Linked DNA regions of Acanthopagrus latus: region 2 is linked to region 1. Evidence: chromatin contacts called from public Hi-C data. All regions are on one chromosome and are shown on one strand. The core of a region is the stretch at or near the end of the contact, and the rest is flanking DNA. Distances in the headings are between cores, read along the strand shown. Region 1 holds the start of otop2 (proton channel OTOP2). Region 2 holds the start of fscn2a (fascin-2a).

Region 1 (5,253 bases), core at 1,137-3,636:
TCTGGCAAAACATGGGCGTTACTGTGCAGAGCTGCCTCCCGCATCACGTGGTAGGGCTCCCGGTGGAGGCCCTCGATGATGAAGTAGTTCTGCAGGCCGAGCTGGAGCACCGTCAACACGGCCCAGGACAGGTTGAGGGCGTTCAGGTGCCCTCTGGCTCCCGTTGCCACCACGGCCACAATGGTGAAGTAGCTGATGATGAACTGTCCCATGGAGGCGCCGACCAGCAGCCCCACGTCCAGGCTGCGGGTGGGGTTCTTCTCCGACACGTGCTCCCTGTGGTCCAGCCTGTAGACGATGCAGCCGATCACAGTGGAGAGGGACATCATGCTCACTATCACTATGTTCATGATGAAATGAATCAGCAGGCCGTCGTTTCTGTACCCCTCGTCCTCTTTAAGAATGTACACCTCGTACAGTATGAAGGTGACGAGTCCCGCCACCACCAGGAGGATTCCCGTTAGAGGCCCCAAACACACGTCCTTTGGCCGGAACTTCACGCTGTGGTGGCTGTGATCCTCCACGAGACGACCGACGTTTTTCCACATGACGTAGGCCATGGCCGAGGCAAAGAGGCTGTATTCGATGTTGAAGGGGTACAGGTAGTAGAAGGCCTCCTTGAAGGTGTCACATGCCGAGTGGCTGCATTTGCACTTCTTATTGCCAAACTGGGCTGAAATGGAGAGGGCAAATTTGACAAGAAAAAAAAAAAAAGTACAAATACGTGAATTGATCTGATCAGAAGTGCAAACTTTGCCATGTTACCTCTGTACATCTTGTGTGAGATATTGAGGTTCAGCTCAGGAATCTCCGTTTGATGAATGGATTCCTCGGTCACAGCTGCCATCCACACCACCAGGTTGGTTGACAGCATCAGAGTGAGCCCACACCTGGAGGAGTGAAAACATGAGTGTCCTGCAAGATTCAAGATGCATCTTCTGAGTGAAGAGAACATTTTACCTTGTAAAATTTGTTTGTAGCTGCACACAGTCCTTCGCATGAATCCACAGGAAGTACGTCTAAAAACAGGAAAGGTTTGGTTACATTTTCCAAACTCTTATATAGAGTGCAGATAAGACTGCATCATGCAGGACAAAAAAATGTGATGGGCTTATAATGTGACCTGGACGAGCAAAAATACAGCCTGCACGACAGGGAAGGCGACTTTAACAGCAGAGTCACAGTGGAGGTAGCCCACGTAGGTGGCAATCTTGAAGATGTCCATGATGAGACTGAGAATCCCGAACAGCAGAAGTCCAGCTGAAATATAAACACGAGGTGATTAAACCTCAAAAGTGACTCATCCAGAACCCAGAAAGTCAAGGTTCTCACCTCGGAGCCACACGGGCCCTGCGTGGCTATCTTTGAACAAGATCGCCTGATCCTTTCGAGCGGTGACGGCTGAGTAAAACAGCATCCACGTCATCGTGAGGAGGAGGAGGATGATGAGGAAGATCTGCCTGTGCACAGCAGTGATGGCCACGCTGTTGAAGGCGCTGCCACTGACCAGGGCGCAGCCCAGGATCAGGATGTTGATGCAGATGATGCCAGACAGCAGCCATCCTCCCCCGTGGTGGGCCCGCTCCATGACTGCCTCCAAATGGTGAGAGCTGTCTCTGGCCACACAGGGAGGAGTGGGCAGGTGTTGGATGTTGTCCATCTGTGCTGCTGTCTCAATGTTGGATGGATGAGCCTCCATGGCATCATTTGGTGTTTTCCTATTTAAAAAAAAAAAAGGACCGTGCTTGTCTCACATGTATCTCAGATGTAACATTTTATTTTTGTCTTAAATTAGCCTGCTGCTAAATGTAATTAATACAAATAATTGAATATAAACCTCTGACTGCTTCAAGAAAAACTTTGAATCAAGGCATAGGCTTAAGAGTATGTGTTTAAATAGTCAAGAACTTTTTTCTGACAGTTAACTGTAAGTGACCTTTAAGGGATAAATGACTCACGTAGAGGTCAGTGTTACTGCAATATTTATCAATCCAACTGCGCCCCCTGACTAAGATTTCAGGACAAACCCCAGATCTCCACTGATCTTAGAACCGCTCCTGCATAGTCTTCATTAATATAGCTGCACAGATGGCTTAAAAAGTGACTCTCAAATTCTCACCAGAGAAAGTGCATCAACACAGTCTTACCTGGACAAACGTTTGTTGCGGGGCCAAAATATCTTTTGCGCCACAGTTTTCATGATGTCTCCACCGAGCAGAAGGAGACAGAACGACGGGAAAATGGCCCCTGACACACCTGGGTCTATCTAAATCATGATAAAGATGAAATTCTATAAACAAAAGAGGGTTTTTGTTTTTTAAAAAATCAGAGAACAGAGCAGCTCTTCTCCTCTGTGCGGGTCAGACTGAAGGGAAAGCTGGCTCCCTGCACAAGGTGAAGTAATTAAAGACAAACGGGTGTTAATTAGTTTCAGCTGATCACTTGCGTACCTCCAACATGTCAGGGACGGCTCCACGTCAGTTCCCATGTGACCATGCGTTTTATTGTTGTTCTGTGTAAACATCATACTGAGGCCTTTCTCCACCAGCATGTGGCGAGGAGACCATGGATCAGGTTCAATGAGGGCATGCGTGTGTATGTGTGTGTATCATGTGTGTTATGTGTTATGGATATATACATATATATACTTAAAGCCATCTGCCAGTTCACTGAATAAGGACTGCTGCTTTTATTTGGAGAGCCTTTGCTGAGTCAAACGTTGCTCCATGATGACTTGACACAATCATAAAATCCAATAGGCTAACTGATCTACACATGCAGACAAGCAGTTTTCCCGCTAATTCACGAGAGACTGAGATAAATAAAATAAATAATAATAATATTAATATTAATATATTTAATAATAAAACAATAAAAAGCAAACAATTTAAAAAGTATATTCCAGCTACATTTTTCTCTGATCCTAATAGACATTTTAGAGCTGTAAAATTTCATGTTTAATTCAGTTTTATATCTGTAACTGGATTTCATGATGATGTTAATAAGTAATGGGTGGAGTTATTATATTTTCTTTCTTCGCTCAAGTCAGTGGAGCAGCTGCCCGGAGCATCTGAGAGGAGCTGGAAATATTGATACTTTTATATGCAAATAAAAAATTATGTTCAGTCTGATGTTCATGTAGTGTCTTATAATTTTATGATTTTAATGTTCACACTTGTTCTGATTTATTTTGCCGTATCATAGCCCTTTATTATCATAATCTTTAAACCAATGATTTCATTACCATTGGTGTGCATTAGCCTTTAAACCCCCTTTTTGTTTTCTTGTCCTTTTAAATATCTTGTAAAGTTCTCTGAATTGCATTTTGATTTGTTTGAAAGGTGTGATATAAGAAATGCTTGGTTTATTGATTTACAGACATCTGTATGTCAGAGTATGCCATTTAAACAATAGTTTGAATTAGTTTAATGCGCCGCCTGCACTGGAGCTTCAGACCAGGACGAGCAAGGGCTAGCTGGTTAGCATGCTAACTTCAGTAGCTATCTATGCAATATAGAACACTAACATTGTGAGGTCAGAACTGATGCTTTTTCACAAAAGTTTTGACAATTTTGACAAAAAATCCTACATACTGCCCCTTTAAAAACATAATCTATGCATTGTTAAACAGTATTTCACAGTTCCTAGTTAAAGCCTCTGCAAAGTTTCCTCAGAGATTGTCCTTTCTGAAAAGCAAACTGTGTCCCTGCCCACATCTGCCAGCCACAGAACTTTAAAGAATAAGTTAAAAACTTGAAAATTCAGTCATTTTCTTGCTGGTGGAAAGTCAGGGGAAATTTTGTACTCCACGAAACATTCATGGAGCTCAGAACAATGCTGCAAAGCTGTTTTGTTGCAAAGCTCCGTAAAAGTGTTGACTCTCCATCAAGAATGGGGGTGAGTAAATAATGTTTGTTCATGAGCTTTACTCCCGTGGGTAAGGGGGGAGAAAAAAGCGAAATGACAGAACTTGTCAATCTTTTACAGGTCAGCTGCTTGAGCCGACTGAAATGGTTCATAGCTCATCAGTTTTAGTGAGCGCACCTGATTAGTCACAAGGTTGAAAAGCAAAGTTCACCAAATGTTCGCTCAGTGTGCTAAACATACTCAAGATGCTGAGAACACTGGACGTGCTTCTTCTCGTCTCTCTTGTCGGGGCGGCGAACGCCTTGTACAAGCAGTGGATTCCTGACACCAACTATGAAAATCAGACCAACTGGGACCACGGGGCTGTTCCTTGTGGCAACGACATAGTGAAGTTCCCAGCGCTGAGAAAAGTGTCCGTGTTTGTGGAGACCACGCATGCTGTGCAGGAGATGATCCTGCCAGTGGACGGAGAGTTCATCCTGAATTCAGGAGCCGGTTTTTATGTCGTGAGTGGACGGGATCCGGACTGCGGTGCAGGTGTCACGGCCCAGTTCAAAGATTCAGAGTCTGTCGGATGGTTTAATCCGGCTCTGTGGCAGGCGGCTGCGAATCTGGATGACCTGCAGCGTGGAAACGTCCTGTTCTCGGTCCACGAGGAGAGCGTCCCTTGCGGGTATGATGACGTGGTGTTCAAAGCCCGCTCCTCTTTCAGGGTGGACACCAGCTCGAGTGAGTCGAGCATTCCTGTGAAATCTGTGTCGGTGCTGGGGAAGAAGTTTGAGAGCAGCTCTGAGTTCTCTGAGTATCTCGGCTCGCGCTCAGGCCGACTGCAGTTTCACGGATCGTCTGCTGTGACAGTCGGACACCCCGGCTGTGAGGATCCTTCTGGCTGTGACTGTGGGAACTCTGTGAACCATCAGCGGATCTGTGGCTCTGTAACATGTGCCTCCCCCAACTGTCGGAAGCCTCTCCTCCCTGAAGGACACTGCTGCGATGTGTGTGGAGCCATCGTCACCATCCACACCGCCGCCACCTTCAACCTGCAGTCTTACAGGCAACGAATCCATCACCTGTTCCTCATCCAGCCGCAGTACAAATCCATTCAGCTGGGCATGTCTAAAGTCTTCAAGCCACAGCGGTTGATGGGGATTATCCCCTTTGGTAGCTCGGCTGTGATCCAGGTGGTTATCCTGGACGGAGAGGAAGGAAAACAGGCGGAGAGGCTGGCAAGGGACATCTGTAAGGACGCCCGCAAGCATGGGTCCAACCTGGGGATCACCGGGGATGAATTTCAGGCCTCTTCTGGGAGCAGCAGCGATCAGTCTGGAGCCAAAGCTGCAACGGTGGTTGGGGTTGTGTTCGGAGTTCTGATTATGACCGCACTCA
Region 2 (4,667 bases), core at 578-3,077, 140 kb before region 1:
TATTTGCACGCTACTTAATCTTCAAGGGACACACAGTGGAAATGACAAAGCCCATTACCACAATTACCTCTACAGTTTGACTGTCAGCCAGTCTGGAGCCACCGTGTAGACAGGAAAGGCCATGCTTTCTCATATGAGCTGATGAATGTTACAGATAAGCTTTTTTGCCTGGTTCATAATCATAAAATATTCACTTTTGTTCACAAAATTCTGAACTGCTTGATTCAGGAAAAAGGTGTATGAAGTTGTCCAATGGCAGTCTGTGAACTCTACTGTACAGGCTAAGGCTAAACTCTTAGCTAACCACAATACCTAAAGCTAGCATCATAGAAAAAAATGTTATCTTGGTCTACCATGTTAACATTGTGGTAAAGTGCACAGAGAGCATACTAATGCAAAATCATAGTGGAGGACAATACTATATTTTGATAAGTGTGAGCATAGCATGGAGTCTCTGCAAGGAGTTCTAGCCATGTTTAGCTCACAAGTTAGCCCTATTTTACTATCGTTACCATGATGGCATGTTTACCATACCTGATTTTGAATAGTTTATTTCAAATGTACTGACAAACTATCAAATCCCATTCTTTTACCACTATTACATTCATCAATTAAATTTGTTTCAGTGTTACATTTCCTCCTTGGACTATAAGTGCTGCATTCAAACTCATTTCCCTGTATACAACTTTGTAAATATCAAACTCTTGCCTACATAAAGAGGTGTATTTATAAGAAAATAAGCTCTTTTTTTCAAGACTGGATGCTGATTACCTTGCTTGACTGAGACAAATCTTTTATTGGCGGCTTGAAAGACTACTTGTGGATGACTCTCCTCTAGATCGAACAGCTCATCTTTTCCGGGCTTGGAGCATCTGCCAGATCGCAGCGTTCCTGTGGGACCCACCGGTGTCAGGTATTTCCCATCACAGTCCTTAAAGGCCAGCTTGCCAGACTTCAGCTCCAATGTGAAGCTGGTTGCGTTGGTGTTCTCCTTGACCAGTTTGCCATCATTGCTGAGGAAACGGCTGTCGCAGGTCTTCAGGCTGTACTTGCCGTCCAGGTATACCAAGGTGACGAGGGAGTCCACCCCCCAGGGAATGTTGCTGTCCACTGAGATCTCTCCATCTGAGGCAGACAGATGGGCATAGCGCTTACGAGCCACGCTCAGCAGGCTAGCCTGTGGGTGTAGAGCCAAGTGGACAGCCCACAGCTCTTGCTCCCCGATGGCTTGAGCAAAGCAGGAGAGGTAGTCGGCCGAGCCTCCAAAGTAACGCAGGAAAGGCTCCGATTGAAGCGCCCAGCGACCATCAGACTGGGGCACGATAAGGAAACGGCATTCGGGGTCAGGCTTCTCTGCCCCACATGTGATCTTCCCATCTTTGTCAGAGGCCAGATAGCGTCCTAGGTGGCTTCGGAGGAACACTACCTGGCCATCCTGCTCGTCCTGCTCCAAGGTCCAGATCTGTTTCTTCTTCATGCTGATGGCCGAGGCGTTCACCTTGAAGCCGAACGCCTCAGCCGTCAGGTAGCGGTTCTCATAGTTGATGAGGCCAAACTGCAGCTTCAGGGCCCTGTTAATTCCGTTTGGGGGCATGCCTGAACAGGCCACACGCAAAGGTTGCACGCGAAGAGGTTTAGGACTGACAAGGGAAAGGGTAATGAGGGATAGCAGGCATGTGACTGAAAAGCAAAAATAAAAATGCTTGAATTCTCCCCCCTTTTTGTCGCTCAAGCTGTAAATTAGCTCCACTGATCTTCCTTGATGAAATGTGTAGCAGTCCTTCCTTCTCCTGTCACTTTCTCTGTTCCCCCAGAGAGTTTCCACAGGCACTTGCTCTCTGTTCCTTAATGAGTTAGGATTAAAATCAGCAGGACACAGCACCTCAATCCAACAAGCCGCTGACGTCACACACCCGTGCACCAACCGCAAACTTCCCCTCCTCCCTCTCCTTCTCCGGCACACACTCGGTCCAATTCATTCTCTTGCTCCTCCGTATCTTTCCCTTTCTCTCACCTCTTCCTTCTCTCCTTAACCCTTTGCATCTCACAGTGGCACACTAACTTGTCAGCCTGACTACCCATTGGTTGTTACCCTCATATTTAGGTCCATATACTAGTGGCCATGCCATCCAGGCCCTGGGATTATCCTAGCTTTGATCTGCTGGCGAGCCACAGCCTAATTGGAAAATGTCCAGAGAGGAAAGGTGCTTTTGGTTGCTCCCCACTGCTTCTCCTTCTCTTTTGAGCTTCCCTTTTCAGAACAGATTTTTATCATGAGACTAACTGAGTTTATCATCATTCAGTTTGTGTAAACACATAAACACCCTCTGAATAACATTTCCTATCCACGAGGAAGCTTTGTGCTTGTTAAAGGCTTGGTGTTAAGATTAGAACTGTATTCACAAAAAGCTTCTTTCACACTGCCCTGGACCAGGGGTAATGTGCATGGTTGGCTGATTTAGAAGCATAGTCTTAATTCTCAAAGTAGTACAAAGGTTCCTTTATGAAGGTTATTATCCCAGTTTGCCACATGCAGGTCCAGAAGAAGCTACATAGCAACGTTCTGTTTGCTGCAAGTCTTCAGAGATATTGTTATTTGTGAAGTCTGTGAGCTAAGCAAAGAGGAATTTGAATGACACACATTTGAATGTGCTGCCCATTTGCCTTTTCTCCACTTTCACCTTTGTTTATTCTTAACCCTCTTCTTTCTAATCCTTTTAGGCCCATCTTTGTTATTCTGTCAGGCAATTGATAATGGAGGACAAACTCAATGCCACATGACCTTTGTCACAGTGTGCTAAGGTGAACCTTTGTAAGAGCATTACCACTCCCTTGACTGGGGATGTTGAGGGTAATGCCAAGAAGAACATACTGTAACTACCAAAACCACACAACTGTGTGATTTAACTATAGCACGAAGCAAAAATCCTTAGGGTTTTATTTCTACTCGGTAATCTTTAAAGGCAAGAGCTCTCATCTATTAGCCTTGACAGTTAAGAGTGATTAGCATAGTGATCCCAGACCACTAAAGGGGGTTAACGCTCTAACGGTAATAAGGACAAAGGTTGGTAATATCCCAAAGCCAAAAAGAAGCTGTGTGCGAGGCAGAAACATGTGTGATGTTGATGTGTGTTAAGTTGCTATGGCACGTTGTCTCTTCTGCTGGAATTAAATTCTCAGTGTTTAAATCACTGTCACACAGGGTGTGGAGCTCTGACATTTGAATAGAGCCTTCGCTCCTATGTGTTGAAAGCCACATGCTGAAACTGTGCCAACCACACCTTTCCGACATCAGGCTGTGTCTGATGGTTTCTGTAACTTTCCAAAACTGACAATTCAGCATTCACACTGACTGCACACAGGTCCGTGTGCAGAGGTGAGAAAGGAACCAAGATTTAAACTCTAGCTTTTTTTTTTTTTTATGTTACTACTTTCATGGGAACGACGAAGTGCAACATTGTGAATGTGTTATCCATATACTTGAAATGATATTGTGTATCTATGTCTCTATGATGGCGGCTGTTCTCTCAGCAAAGTTGATGTATAAGTAAAGCTTACTGAAACATACTGAACTATGTGAGTTCCTACAAAGTACTACAATATACACTACTGACATCACAATCTTGATATGTGTTCCTCAGGCTACTTTTTGATCCATTAACTCAAATGTCTTACAACATCTCTTACATTACCTCCCAGCTTCTTTAGGTGAGATTCTGTTGATTCTTAACTGTCATTTGAAACAACTCTGATCTCCTACTTTTCCTACTCAGTCACAAGTAATAAGTCTAATTCAGGTTTTGTCATCGTTTGGGTAAAGTCTCAAAACCTGAGCGAGCAAAAATCACACTTTTTACAGTAACAGTAATCTACACTAAGAATAAACTCTTGTTGTCCCATAATAAAAACACTGGCTATTCTGCTCTTACTTGCCTTAAATTGTGTGATTCAAAGGCCTTGCAAAACCTGTAGTATACATAATTGTCCATGTGTTTTCACCCTGTGCGCACTAGGTGGCAGCATCGCCTTGTACCAGTGCACAATGATGGTTTAAAATTACATGTGAATTAAGTGATACTATTAAAAGAGGTCTAAATGAATGTAATAAAATGTTAAATCTAGGCTACTGCAGGATCCCAAATCCAACCATTTTTCCATTCATATATCCAGCTTTGTTTATTAACAACCACTTGCGTTATCTTGGTTTGGGTTTGGAGACCATATCTGTAAAAATCACTTGGAATATGAAAGATGTGACAGGGAGAGTCTAACAAAGGACATTACTGAATTGCAAAACACAAGTTTGGGATCTGGTCGTTATGAGGCTTGACTCCAACAAGGAAATAAAGTCAGGATTATGTCAGCACCTAATTGGATTTATTTTGATTTTGAGCTGTATGTCAAAGAGGTTGGTGTGTTTACCGGGGAAAGTGCAGCTGTCAAACTGCTGTATCATCACTGCTGCTGGCTGTTTGTTTTGCAAACCAATCCGGAGAATATTTCAAACACATGATTCTGATATAATTGAAATCCTCCAATGCATAAGTCTCTCTACGCTGCTGTGAATGGCTGTTTCTGTGAAAGCTACTGACAAGGAGACTATCCCTCCCCTGTCCGTCTGGCCCATCCATTCCTGCAACAACCCACAGAATCTGCCATGTTGCACC

The links. A called contact is a pair of places that touch in the nucleus more often than the background predicts.
Region 2: a Hi-C map of muscle shows a contact between it and region 1, with 3 times the contacts expected there. The contact joins the promoter of fscn2a here to the promoter of otop2 in region 1. A contact is called at or near these places in 2 of 4 Hi-C or Micro-C datasets (both in muscle).

What each region holds. Positions count from the first base shown.
Region 1 is chr23:13,859,171-13,864,423 of fAcaLat1.1, reverse strand. It overlaps otop2 (proton channel OTOP2), which reads right to left and starts at 2,386. Exons shown (of 7, transcript XM_037089252.1): 1 at 2,148-2,386; 2 at 1,333-1,718; 3 at 1,124-1,260; 4 at 961-1,019; 5 at 766-890; 6 at 1-673. The coding sequence starts at 2,200. It overlaps amn (protein amnionless), which reads left to right and starts at 2,922. Exons shown (of 1, transcript XM_037089255.1): 1 at 2,922-5,253. The coding sequence starts at 4,113.
Region 2 is chr23:13,998,000-14,002,666 of fAcaLat1.1, reverse strand. fscn2a (fascin-2a) reads right to left here and starts at 1,827. Exons shown (of 5, transcript XM_037088813.1): 1 at 772-1,827. The coding sequence starts at 1,594.